Regions from separate parts of the Pan troglodytes genome. Here region 1 is linked to region 2. A link is a contact called in public capture Hi-C data. All regions are on one chromosome and are shown on one strand. Each heading gives the region's core, a stretch centred on a gene start, on an enhancer-like site or on the middle of the called end of the contact. The rest is flanking DNA. Distances are from core to core; before and after follow the strand shown. Region 1 overlaps LANCL2 (LanC like glutathione S-transferase 2). Region 2 has its middle 86 kb from the start of LANCL2.

What was found. Capture Hi-C pulls out chosen DNA fragments and counts their contacts.
Region 1: a contact with region 2 is called in a capture Hi-C map of stem cell-derived neural stem cells, with 3 times the contacts expected there. The contact joins two enhancer-like sites. A contact is called at or near these places in 3 of 7 Hi-C or Micro-C datasets (blood, induced pluripotent stem cells and a lymphoblastoid cell line) and 1 of 1 other capture datasets (stem cell-derived neural stem cells).

The regions. Positions count from the first base shown.
Region 1 is chr6:61,177,148-61,183,699 of NHGRI_mPanTro3-v2.0_pri, reverse strand. The region is part of intron 5 of LANCL2 (LanC like glutathione S-transferase 2); the gene reads right to left. Among named protein-coding and RNA genes, the nearest start is that of LANCL2, 39 kb to the right of the region's middle. Within about 2 kb of position 4,004, at least 1 of the 24 cell types and tissues checked has an H3K27ac peak or open chromatin away from gene starts, as enhancers often do. A contact at or near this core is called in stem cell-derived neural stem cells, where this site is marked.
Region 2 is chr6:61,052,006-61,058,455 of NHGRI_mPanTro3-v2.0_pri, reverse strand. No RefSeq gene overlaps it. Among named protein-coding and RNA genes, the nearest start is that of LANCL2, 86 kb to the left of the region's middle. Within about 2 kb of position 2,610, at least 3 of the 24 cell types and tissues checked have an H3K27ac peak or open chromatin away from gene starts, as enhancers often do. A contact at or near this core is called in stem cell-derived neural stem cells, where this site is marked.

The sequences.
Region 1 (6,552 bases), core at 2,755-5,254, 120 kb before region 2:
CTTACAGGTAATCAATATAGAACCACTTTAAAATGTCAAAAAATGTTGAGGAGCTTATCTCAAAGACCAACAGATCATGTCGTTCCTAGGACACAACTGAGTTCCTTTTTGTTGTGGTGGTTGTTAGCTGCTTATTCATATTACCACAGTATTTCTAAACAATCCATGCATGGCTGTGCCCTGAGTTACTGATTCTAGGTTTCCCCTTGTGGCAGATGAGGGACACTTTCCTTCCTCTGATCTTCCCAAGAGAATTTCACTCTGGTCACCATTTTTAGTTTCACTCTGGTCACCATCCATAATCCTGTGTTCTTTACAGACTATACTATGCAAATATTGTTTGCTCCTGAAACAGGAAATACAATGAATTACAGATATTCTTTTACACCTTTTAGTTTTTCCTGGAGTAACTTTCTCACGTTTTATTTGCTTAGTTTTCTTTAAACCAGTACCTAAGCTTTTTCATACCCACCAACAGCTCTGTAAAAAGTCTCTCGATAAGATTTTCCACATGGTCAAATCTACTATGACTTTGTTTTCCCTGGAGGCGACTCTCCATAATTGGCTGCTTTCCAGGTCTTCTGTGACACTGCTGTCCTGGGACTTGCACCTGTCAACTTCCTGGGGATTCTGCTCCCCTGTCTTGTATGGGAGCCCCTCTTCCCTGGATCTGATCCTCCTTCTTAGAGTACTCCCTTGTTGTGGTAGACACCACACTCCAGTAGCTTCCTGAGATGAAGTACAGGGAAATTAAATTTGGGGGACAGGATGTTTTAAACAGTCTTTGCTCTACTCCACATTTAATTGGTAACTTTCTGGGCAGAACGCAACGTTAGAAATCATTTTTACTCAAAACTTGGAAGTTGGCCGGGCACGGTGGCTCACGCCTGTAATCCCAGCACTTTGGGAGGCCGAGGCGGGCGGATCATGAGGTCAGATCGAGACCGTCCTGGCTAATACGGTGAAACCCCATCTCTACTAAAAAATACAAAAAAAAAATTAGCCGGGCATGGTGGCAGGTGCCTGTAGTCCCAGCTACTCAGGAGTTGAGGCAGGAGAATGGCATGAACCCGGGAGGCAGAGCTTGCAGTGAGCCGAGTTCGTGCCACTGCACTCCAGCCTGGGCAACAGAGCAAGACTCCGTCTCAAAAAAAAACTTGGAAATCATTTCCATTTATCTTTTAGCTTCAATGAAACTGTTGCAAAGTCCAATGTCATTTTTGGACTTTGTACATAACCTGTTTTTTTCTTTTCTTTTTTTTTTTTTTGAGACAGTTTCACTGTGGCCCAGGCTGGAGTGCAGTGGCATGATCTCGGCTCACTGCAACCTCCACCTCCTGGGTTCAAGCAATTCTCCTGCCTCAGCCTCCCGAGTAGCTGGGACTACAGGCACATGCCACTACACCCAGCTATTTCCCGTCTAATGTTTTAAGCATTGTCTCTTTATCCCTTTATCTTAAGCTTTCACAATAATGGGCATGATGTGGATTTGTCTGTCTGCACTCATTGTGTAGGAACCTGGTAGGTCTTTCCAATATGCAACTATGTCCCTCATTTCTTTTTTTTTTCTTTTTTTTTGAGACAGGGTCTCACACTGTTACCCAGGCTGGAGTGCAGTGGCGTGATCTCGACTCACTGCAATCTCTGCCTCCCGGGTTCGAGCGATTCTCCTGCCTCAGCCTCCCAAGCAGTTGGGATTGCAGGTGCCCGCTATGAGGCCCAGGTAATTTTTTGTATTTTTTTAGTAGAGACGGGGTTTCACTGTGTTGGCCAGGCTGGTCTCAAACTCCTGACCTCAGTGATCCGCCCGCCTCGGCCTCCCAAAGTGCTGGGATTACAGGCATGAGCCACTGCGCCCAGCCTATGTCCCTCATTTCTAGAGCATATTTTTGTGTTATTTTCCTCCCTCCTATTGTGTGTTCTCCCTCACTAGGTCTCCCACTAGTCACATGCTGAACCTCCTGGATTAATCCTCTTTCTTACGTTTTCCTCTCCCATTGTCTATTTCTGCCTGCTTTCTAAGATATGTGACTTTGCTTCCCATTTTCATGAACTTATTAAAAATTCGGCTATTATATATTTTATTTTCAAGAGCTCTCTTTTTCCCTCAAATGTTTGTTTCTTGGATGCAACAGCTTCTCTTATTTCCCTGAGGATATTAATTATGAATTACTATTTATTCGAAGCTTTCTTCCACTTCCTGCTTTCTCTTTGTTTTTATTTCTACTTGTTCAGGTCTCCATCTTTCAAGCTGGGGCTTTTCTGCCATGTCCGCTCATCGGCTACTGGTCTGTGCTCACGCATAAGGCACAGCTCCTTGCTGTCCTCAGTGCACCGGAGGGGCTGCGGAACGGTGGGAATCACTGTGGAGTGGCTGGATGGGGGATTGCCAGGGGTCTCCAAAGAAGCAGATCAACGGGATGTATAAAAGTAGAGAAAGAGATTCACTCCAAGGAACTGGCTGCAGAGGCTTCATGAGTCCACAAACTGCCTGGGGTGGCCAGCAAGCTGGAGACTCAGGAAGGAGCTGCAGCTGGAGTCTGAAAGCAGAGTGCTGGAGAATCCTCTCTTGCCTGGGGGTCCAGCATTTTGTTCTAGTCAGACCTTCAACTGATCGACAAGGCCCACTCACATCCTATGGGGCAGCTGGCTTCACTCAAAGTCCACCAACTTAAATGTAAATCTCATTCAAAAACACCCTCAAAGAAACATCCAGAATGTCTGACCACATGTCTGGGCACCAGGGCTCAGTCAAGTTGACACATAAAATTAACCATCATGGATGGCAGACTAACTTTTTAATGGGGGCTTTCAAATACCTGTACTTATGAAACTTTTATCTGAGCTACTTGTTTCTTCAGAAATGTGACTTCAAGCCCCGAGTGGGGTGGAGGTGGTGCTGCCCCTTGGGGTGAGGGAGAGGTGACGGTGCCTGAGGCTGGCGGTGACAGAGAGGCAGTCTCACCCTGGACCATGGACACTCACTCTCGCCCCCTATTTTTAGTTCTGTGCTTCACTCCAACTCTCTTCTACATCTGGCTTTCCTGAATTGAAAAGAGCCTAGTCAGTTTTTCCAGACCTAACTCCTTTTGTCTCCAGCACGAGTTGAAGGATAGGCAGTTCCCTCCCTGTGCTGGGTGCAGGTGCTCACAGAGGTCCAACCACTGCACATGCTCAAAGAAGCCTCCTGTGCCAGAGTCCCCCAAGCCCACGTATGGCAATGCCTACTGGGGACACGGCACTTTCCCCTCCTGAGTTCTGGGGTTCTGTAGAACAAACTGACTTGCTTCTCGTGGGCACCCTCCCCCTCGGGCACTGACGCCATCTTTCATCCCAGCAGGTCAGCTGTCATTCTTTTGCCTGCTTCAGTTCACAGGTTTGCAGCTGGAGCTCCAGATGTCCCCTAGCTTCATCAAAGAACTTCGGTTTCTGTTTTGTTGTTTTTCTGGTTGTTCTGAGATTATTTTCAAGAGGTGAACTGTTTTTATTCTGCTATCATGAAAGTGGAGTTCTTTTTAAGTGATATTTTAAGAGTTTTTGCATATATTGTTCTGATAGCCTTCCAACGACACCCTCCAGTTGAAACTACCACTTTTACATGACTAAACTACTAGACAATGAGAAATAAGAACCAAATTCTAAGCCCCCAACTCACTGAGCAGACCCTTTCTTGGCCAAGGAAGCCTGAGGCAACCTTGAAGCTAAGCTCCCAGTCATGACAGGCTAAGAGGTGGGGCTCACCCTGCTCTGCCCGTCCCCTGCTGACCCCATGAGGCTTTCTGCCCTAAGGGCTAAGCGGGAACCAGATCTTTCAGCCGACTCTGCACTGCCGGCGACAACCACCTGACTGCTCCCCCATCTTCTGTGGCTTCAACAACCCAAGCAGCCAGCACTTGTTCCTGAGAAGGCACCAGGGACGCTCTGGCCAGCCTATGAAGGACATGCAGGGAGGGGTTTTGTTCCTCTGCTTCACCTTTTGACTCAGAGGGTGGAAAATGCTACCCTTGGATCCCGCTCGTGCCACCATTTTCTGAACATGGATCTCAAGAAGGAGCACGAAGTCCAAGTCTGCAGGCACACACTTCTCTAGCAACTACTCCACTCCTCCTGCAGCTCACCGACACATACATTCGGCCACCTGGCTTGGCATATGTTCCTGCTCCCTTTCCACTCCCTCAGAATATTTCTGGCTTCTAGCCCAAGGCTACGTATGATTAGCTGCAGGCTGTAACCCTGTATGAGAAACAAAGCCCTCCTTTCCACATTTCTGAACCGTCGTTCTGCACTGACAACAGCCACGAACCGTGCAGCAGGGAAGAGATGCGGGCAGCTCCCCAGCAGGCTCTACCACGCCACTGCCTAAGAATCTTGAAAGAAAACCTGGCTCAATCTCTAAGTCAAGTACTTACTACATAGTGTTCCAAGTTCCTCACTTTAAAAGAAGATCAATGGAGTATTTTATGATCTGTATTCCTCCCAAGGAAGTCCATAATATACAGCAAAATCAGCCTAAACACATGAAAGACACTGGCATGGTTCTCACATTACTATGTTCCCCTAAGGGAATTAGCATTAAAAAAAAAAAGTTCCGGCCAGGCATGGTGGTGGACGCCTGTAATCCCAGCACACTCGTGGGGCTGAGGCAGGAGAATCACTTAAACCCAGGAGATGGAGTTTGCAGTAGGCAGAGATTGTGTCACTGTACTCTAGCTTGGGCAAGAGTGAGACCCTGTCCCAAAAAAAAAAAAAAAAAAAAAAAAAAAGTTCCTGAACCACTGTTAAAACATTTTCCCGGGAAAATACAGAATACACTATGATAGATAATTTTATGTGTCAAATTAAACATGGTGTCTGGGTGTGTCTCTAAAGGTGTTTCCAGTTGAGATTAGCATTGAACGGTGTGGACTCAGTCAGGCAGATGGCTCTCCCCAAAGTGGGTGCACCTCATCCAGTCCCTCCAAGGCCTGAACAGAACCAAAGGCAGAGAAAGAAAACATCTGTTCCTTCCTGCCTGCCGGCTTCAACCAGGGCAACAGTCTCCTCCTGCCCTTGGACTGGGATTTGGCTCCCCTGGGTCTCAGTCTTCTGACTCGGAGTGGAGTTACAGCCCTGGCATTCCCAGGTCTTAGGACTGTAGATGACAGATGATGGGGCTTCTGGGACTCCATGGTTGCGTGAGCCAATTCCTTTAAGAAATCCCATCTCATATATAATATTTATCTCCTATTGGTTGTTTCTCTGGAGAACCCTAACACATACACAAAATCTAACTGTTCAAAATAACAGTGCCATTTTTAAATGAGGTATGGAATTCTGGTTACTTTGAAAGCGTGTACCTGCATCATGAAGAAAATTCACAAGCCTGTAATCCCAGTACTTTGGGAGGCTGAGGTGGGTGGATCACCAGAGGTCAGGAGTTCGAGACCAACCTGGCCAACATGGCGAAACTCCATCTCTACTAAAAATACAAAAATTAGCCAGGTGTGGCAGTGCATGCCTGTAATCCCAGCTACTCAGGAGGCTAAGGCAGAAGAATGGCTTGAACCCAGGAGGCGGAGGTTGCAGTGGGCTGAGATGGCGCCACTGCACTCCAGCCTGGGCGACAAAGCAAGATTCCATCTCAAAAAAAAAGGAAAAAAAAAGAAAGAAAATTCACAAAATGAACTATATGCATATATGCATGTTTTACTTTCAACAACAATAAACAAAGACAATAACTAGAAAAAGTTTTAATCCTGTGTAGGTATGAATTTCCTGGTTTCCTTTAGTGAGTGAGAACATGAGGCAGTAGGTTAGACATAAAAAGAATCTGAAGTAAAATTTTAAAAAGTAATATATAGGTTTTCCAGTCTAAGATATCTAAATTCTAATCCATATCCTTTGACTTACTAGTTTTGTAGTTTTGCAGAATAAAGAAAGCTTAAATTTAAAAGAAGAAGAAAGAAGGAGAAGGAGGAGAACAGTGGGCAGGAAGAAAGGTAGAGGAGGGAGGAGGAGGAGAAGAAGGAGGAGGAGGCGGTGGCAGAGGCGGCTGTGCACTTGGCAGGGAAGAGAACTTAGGCCACAGGCTAGGCTGAAGCCCTAGGCTTATGCTCAAGCCAAGCACAGCCTGAAGCAATGTTTAGTTGTGGGGTCTCTACTGGCCTGATAGAAGAGTCAGTACTCTATAGTTGTCAGGGATGTTTGAGAGACAAGATCATAACCACAGCAATAAACTCATCAAAAACACAGAAGACAACTGACAGCAAGCAAAGTTATCAGGACATGACAAAGTCTCTGCCTCAGTTGGGTTCTGCAGGCCCTGTTGCTCCCTGAAGATTTTTCCCCATTAAGAGTTCCTACTGCAATGAGCAGGAAGACAAGCACAGAAGAAAAGGGTGGGCAAGCCAGGCACGGTGGCTCATGCCTATAATCCTAGCATTTTGCGAGGCCGATGTGGGCGGATCATGAGGTCAGGAGTTTGAGACCAGCCTGGCCGATATGGTGAAACCCCGTCTCTACTAAAAATACAAAAATTAGCTGGAGGTGGTAGTGCGCGCCTGTAGTCCCAGC
Region 2 (6,450 bases), core at 1,361-3,860:
GATCAAGACTCTTATCTTCAAATATTTTTTTTCCTTGCTTATACCTCTATGAACAATAGAAGTGAAAAGGGGGTCTGTTATTTGCACTTACAGAATATACTTTTATTTGTGAAGGATTTTGCAGCCAGCCTTATTCATGGATAACCTTATACTTTGATAGATAAAAGATGAAGGCCCAATGTAGGTGAAAAACTTTAATGGTACATATGTTGCCACATAATCAATCAGAAACAAAACATTGATTCACTCCTCTTAACCCATATAATGAGTTAAGGAGAACATTGCTAGGAGGCCTCACTCTTCTAGAAGGGCATCATTTGTTATGTCCTTTTTCATGGTTTAGAGTAAAAGAGGCAATGATTAGAAATGTATCCCTCATAATAAGCTCTATAGCAAATTCTACTGTAAAGGCTATGGTTACACAACAGATTTTAAATTCTTTTATGAAAGTTATGCTAAACAATAGAATTGCTCTAGATTACTTACTGGCTAAATAGCAGTATCTGTGAAGCTGCTGGCACTTATGGACCATGGAGAAAACATGGGGTATTACAGAGATTCAGTTGTAGGGGTTGAATGAAAAGACTGCTTAGTTAAGCGAGTAGACTCTTTATCTAGCTCATTCTTTGATCTATTTAATTTTAGGTGGTTTGGTTTATGGGGACCCTGGGTAAGGAGCATACTCCAAACTCTCAGTATTATCCTCCGGATAGCCATAATAGTAATCTTCCTGGTGCTCTTCATTCCCTCAAAGGTTTTAAATGTTTACATGCAGCCATCTCTAGAATGTCAAATGGTCTGTCTTCAACTGGAATGACAAGAACTGAAAGGAATCTGCAACCATGGGGACACCATAACCTATGAATGACGTGCTGAGGCGAGAAACCCAAAATGATGGTAACAGAGTGGCACTAAGGCCCAAGTTTTAGTCACACTCTCACCTAAGTGAGAACCTAAGTAAAATTTTTAAACAAAATCATGAGGAGCCATTGTTTTGGAGCTTATGCACTAGGCTCCAACAGACCAAACCAAACAAAAATGGAGTCGCTTGTGCTAAATGTGACATAATCAAACTAAGACTTTAAGGAAACACTTAGGTCCTAGAACAGACCAGGTTTTGTTTTTCTCTCTCTATAGGATGTTCCAGCATAAGGAGCTACCTTCTACTCAGCCCTTGTTCCTACCTTAGCAAAACTCACTGTTCTACTGTTCCCCAGTGGGCTTCAAGGCTGAATAGTACATTTACCTTGGTGATAATGACATCAATGACTAAAATTTTGGTCAATCTCTGAAAATTGAGAAAATGACTAAAAGGGGAGAATTGTTAAGGTTAATTAAATATGGCCTGAGAAGGACTCTGTACTTCTATATTTGAGTCCTTGTGGATGAACTGTAACCTAACTTAATAGGTAGACAAGATTGAGAACCGAACATAAGAATATGCGCCTGTAACAATAGCTGAGACCTGGCCAATCCCAGCAGCCATTCTTCAACCATTCATGCACTGCTGAGTGTTCAAACGGTGTTCAAATAAGGCAAACACCAACCTGTAACCAATCCAGCTGTTCTGTACCTCACTGCTGATTTTTGTACGTCATTTCCCTTTTTTTGTCTATAATTTTTTTCTGACCACAAGGAAACCCTGGAGTCTCTCTGAGCCTGCTGTGATTCTGGGAACTGCCCAATTTGTGAATGGTTCATTTCTCAAATAAACTCTTTTAAGTTTAATTGGCTGAAGTTTTTCTTTTAACAGTTGTATAATTTACACAGTTTCCAAATTCGCACTACTATAAATAAGTGTACAATGAATATTCTGTTTTCTTTTTTCTTTCTCTTTCTCGTTCCCTTTTTTTTTTTTTGAGACAAGTTCTCACTCTGTCACCCAGGCTAGAGTGCAGTGGTGTGATCTCAGCTCACTGCAGCCTCGACCTTCTGGGTTCAAGTGATTTTCCCACCTCAGCCCCCAAGTGGTTAGGACTACAGGCTTGCACCACCATACCTGGCTAACTTTTGTATTTTTTGTAGAGACTGGGTTTTGCCATGTTGTCCAGGCTGGTCTCAAACTCCTGAGCTCAAACAATCTGCCTGCCTTGGCCTCCCAAACATATATTCTTGTTGACTTATTCACTTCTAATCTTACAACAAATTCCTACATATAAAGTGATCATATGACATTTTGAGGGCTTTTGATGAACACTGCTGAGTTGCCTTTCCCAAGGACTTTCCTACCTGTGGGGGATAAGGGGTGGGGGTGAGGCAGGGGAGGCTCCTAAAATCTTGCCAGGCAATGGCTACAGCTTCTGAGCCTCCCCTGTAGAGGACCATTCTGTAAGGGCCTCTCAGGGGTGGATCTGTCTGAGGCACTTGGAGAGGAAATCAGCAGCCCCGTGTCAAGTTCATTGCTTCACATCTTTCCTCTTGGGGCTTTCCTTTCTTCCTCACCCGGGCTGAGCTTTCTGGGTCTGGGTCTGCAGGATGGGGTTGGTGGGGTGGGAATGACCCACTTCTTCCCGTCTCAGGGAGGTCTGACCTCCCTGGGCAGCACAGGAAGAAGGCAAGCCTGCCTGGAACCCCCAATAATTAGGAACCACTGCCATCTAGTGTCGGCATTGCTGTGAAGATTTAAATATTAAAACCCACTCCAAGCCCTGAAGAGCACCGCCTTCCCCATGGGCACCCCTCAGGGACCCTACAGGCTACAGCAGTGCAGGCCTGAGCTAGAAAATGCTCATTAGGAGAATTAAACATCTGGGGAAGGATTATGAAAATCTAATTTAGAATGGCTTGGGACTGCCAGAGAGGAAGTGGGGAGTCCAGAGAGAAGACTGAAGAGAAATTTTCTTGAAAGATAGATCACATTAATTAGAGGGTGGCAGCAAATCTAGCGTTAAGGAAGAAACAAGTATCTGGGGAAAACACTTCTTGGGGATGCCTAGGAGGTGTACGGAATCTCCCATGAGTCTCAAGACGGACCCGAGGCTTGCAGAGTTAAAAGAGCCCTCCCAGCTCACTCAGCCCACTTGGGAAGAGCCATTGGTGCTGCTGTCCCCAGGACTCTGCTCTGAGACCTGCCCTGCATTCCAGCCTGGGCCCTGCTCTGAGACGCAGCCTGGGTTCTTCTCTGAGATCTGCCCCATGTTCCAGCCTGAGCCCTGCTCCAAGATCTGCCCCGTGTTCTAGCCTGGGCCCTGCTCTGAGACCCACCCTGTGTTCCAGCCTGGGCCCTGATCCGAGCTCCAGCCTGGGTTCTTCTCTGAGACCTGCCCTGCGTTCCAGCCTGGGTCCTGCTCTGAGACCTGCCCTGTATTCCAGCCTGGGTTCTTCTTGGAGACCTGCTGTGTGTTCCAGCCTGGGCCCTGCTCTGAGACCTGCCCTGTATCCCAGCCAGCGTTCTTCTCTGAGACCCGCCCTGTGTTCTCTACTGGGTTCTGTCTCTCTGACTCAAAATGGCGGTGGTAGTGCAGTTTCTTGGGCGGCGGGGGAAGAGGTTAGAGCTGTTCAGCCCTCGGGCTGCTGACACCACTGTGGGCTACAGGGGCAGCTTCACTCCGGGGGTTCAAACCCCATTTCAGCCACCTTTTTATTTGTTGTGGAAACTTAGGTAATTTCTTAAACCTCTCAAAGACTCAGTGTAATAGGGTGAATAGTGACTCTCAAAACCCATCTCCACCCAGGACCTCAGAATGTGACACATTTCTGTATTTGGAAATAAGGTCTTTGCAGATATAATTAGTTGAGTTCATCCTGGATTTGGGTGGGTCTTCAAATGTGATTTATAAGATGACGGAAAGAGACGCAGAGACACACAGAGGGGAAGCCCGTGTGCAGGAGGGGCTGGAGTGATGCGTCCACAAGCCGAGGAGCCGAGGGATTGCTGGGAGCCACCGGAATCTCAGAAGAGGCAAGGGAGGATTCTTCCCGGGAACCTTGAGAGGGGGCATGGCCCTGCTGATGCCTTGATTTGGAGCTCTTGGTCTCCAGAACCCTGACAGAATACATGTCTGCTGTTTTAAGCCATGGGTTTATGGTAGTTTGTTAGAGCAGCGGTGGAAACAAATACACCTAGTTTCCTGAGAAGCAGAATGGGGATAGCACCACCTTGGAGGTGCTGGCGATGAAGCCACGCATTATTTCATGAATGACTGGGAAGTCACCTCCCATCGCTGGGCCACAACGGCTAGATGGTGGAAGGCCCTCACTTTCTGCCAGGTGCATGGTAACCACTTAACAAACGTTAGCAGTCATCACTTGGGCTGGTTCTTTGCTTTTGAGGGTCTGCATGGAGACAGCCTGGTCCTGGGGACTTCCTCCCCTTCCATCTTAGGTAGCATCCCTGTAGCCCTTCCACTCCTCACCCGGTTAGCAAATCCCTCAGGCCAACACCCCTCTGGCACCGGGGCACCTTGATGGCCCTTTCATCCATTCCTCAGTGCACTGCTGCCCTGGGGAACGTGGCCTCCTTTCAGCTCCTCAACCACCCCTGAGGTCCCAGGGCACCCCCTCCCTGGGGCTCCTCCAAATGCTGCCTTCCCATCTCTCCTGAAGGGCTGGTGGACATTCTACCTGCATTATAGACTCTGGCTGGCTAGAGGGGACCCTGGGAGCAGTGCCCCATCAGTATTTCAGTGAGTAGCTGACACCCACCACATGGCCAGGACCCGGCCACAGAGGGACTGGAGCAGCCCTGGAGGTTAGGCTGCGTTCCATTCCCACTGAGCCCTGTCGTCCACATCTGAAATGAATCCCAGTGTCTCAGCCACAGCCAACCCCCTCACAGACACCCACACTGTCCCCTCGGAGTGGAAGTCAACTCCAATACCTGCTTCCAGACAGTCTCAGCCTCTGCCCCCGGCTCCCATCTCTGTCACCAGGTGAACACCTTGCCCACACAGTGTCATCTGTTTCCTGCAGGCAGAGCAATACCAGACATAGGATAGATGTCATGGAGTCCAGAGTCTTCTCCGTGGGTTTCTGAGGCTGCCACGGAAACAGGCATTGGGAGCTGAGTGAGTCAGGGTATAACATGTTTACGCAGCACCTCCCATGTGCCAGGCATAGTGCTATGTTATGGGATTTTAAAAATAAGTGAGAATCTACTCTGTTGCTTTGCTGGTGTGACTGCCAAGTTGACCTCCATCTCTCCTTTCTGTGTGAAAAGTTCTAGGAGCTATAATTTTAGAAACTCAATGGATTACAAAATAATTTTACCACTGACCATCTATTAAATACCTGGAAAACTTCACAGCTTCAGGCTCACTGGCATGAGTCTTTCTGTATCCAAGAGGTGGAGTTTATATGTCCTTTTTAGTTCAGGTGGTTTTTAAACATGTCTAAGAATTCTTTTATACTCCTTCTATCAAGTGTTGGGGGGGTCTATGTCTCCTCCCCTGTGACTTGGTTAGCTGGGGCTGCCAGAAAAAAGTACCAAGGATGGAGTGGCTTCAACAGTAGAAATTTCTCGCAGTTTTGGAGGGTGAAAGTCAGAAAGTTCTGGAGGGTGAAAGTCACACCAGCATGGTCAGGTTCTGGCGTGGGCCCTGCCTGGCTTGCAGACAGTGGTTTCTCGCTTTTTTCTCACATGGCTGAATGAGAGAGAGAGAGGGAGCAAGCTCTGTGGCATCTCTTTATAAGGGCACTGATCCCATGATGATGGCCTCACCCTTATGACCTCATCCAAACCTAATTACCAAAGACCTTTACAGAGTCTACGTAAGAACCCCATGGCAGGGTCTAGCCAGTTCCCAGAGCTGCATGTGGGACATAATTATAACAAATGATTATTATGGTTTATGCTACATGGTCATAGATACCTAAAGCAGCAATCTCCGCTGGCTGTTTGTTTAGCTAAGGCCCTTTCTACCATATCCTGACTTGAGTGGGAATGCTCCCTGCACCCCTGCATGCCTGCCTGCATTGAAAGAAAGGGCTGCAACTTTGTGTCCCTTCACCAGGCTTACACTTAGCCTCAGCGACAGTCAGATTGTGAAGCTCTTTGTCTGTAGCCATGGTTCTCAGCCGCAGCTGTGTATTAGAATCACCCGGGGAGATTTTCAGAATTCTTATGCTTAGGTTACAACCCAGACCAGTTAAATCATAATCTTCGTGAGTGTGGCCCTGAAATCAATATTTTTCAAAGCTCTCCAGGGATCTGAATGTGCAGCCCAGCTAGAGAATGACGGAGAGAGTGGGTGAGGCTCAGGCCCACCCTGCTGTAGAAGGGCAGCCTCCCCCACCACCAGGCGCAGTGATGCCAGCACCCCCTCTCTGGAGGGGCACTGGAACTCTCACAGGGGAAATAGAAATTTGGGCACAGGGATCTATTTACTCTTCTCTATTTCGCGTCAGTGAAGTATGTCATACCTGAACCAGCTTATTCTTTTACCTAATGCCCTCCTCTCTTTTTGTCATACCCAGTACCCGTTTCCTTTGGGAAGGGTCTTCTGATCATTC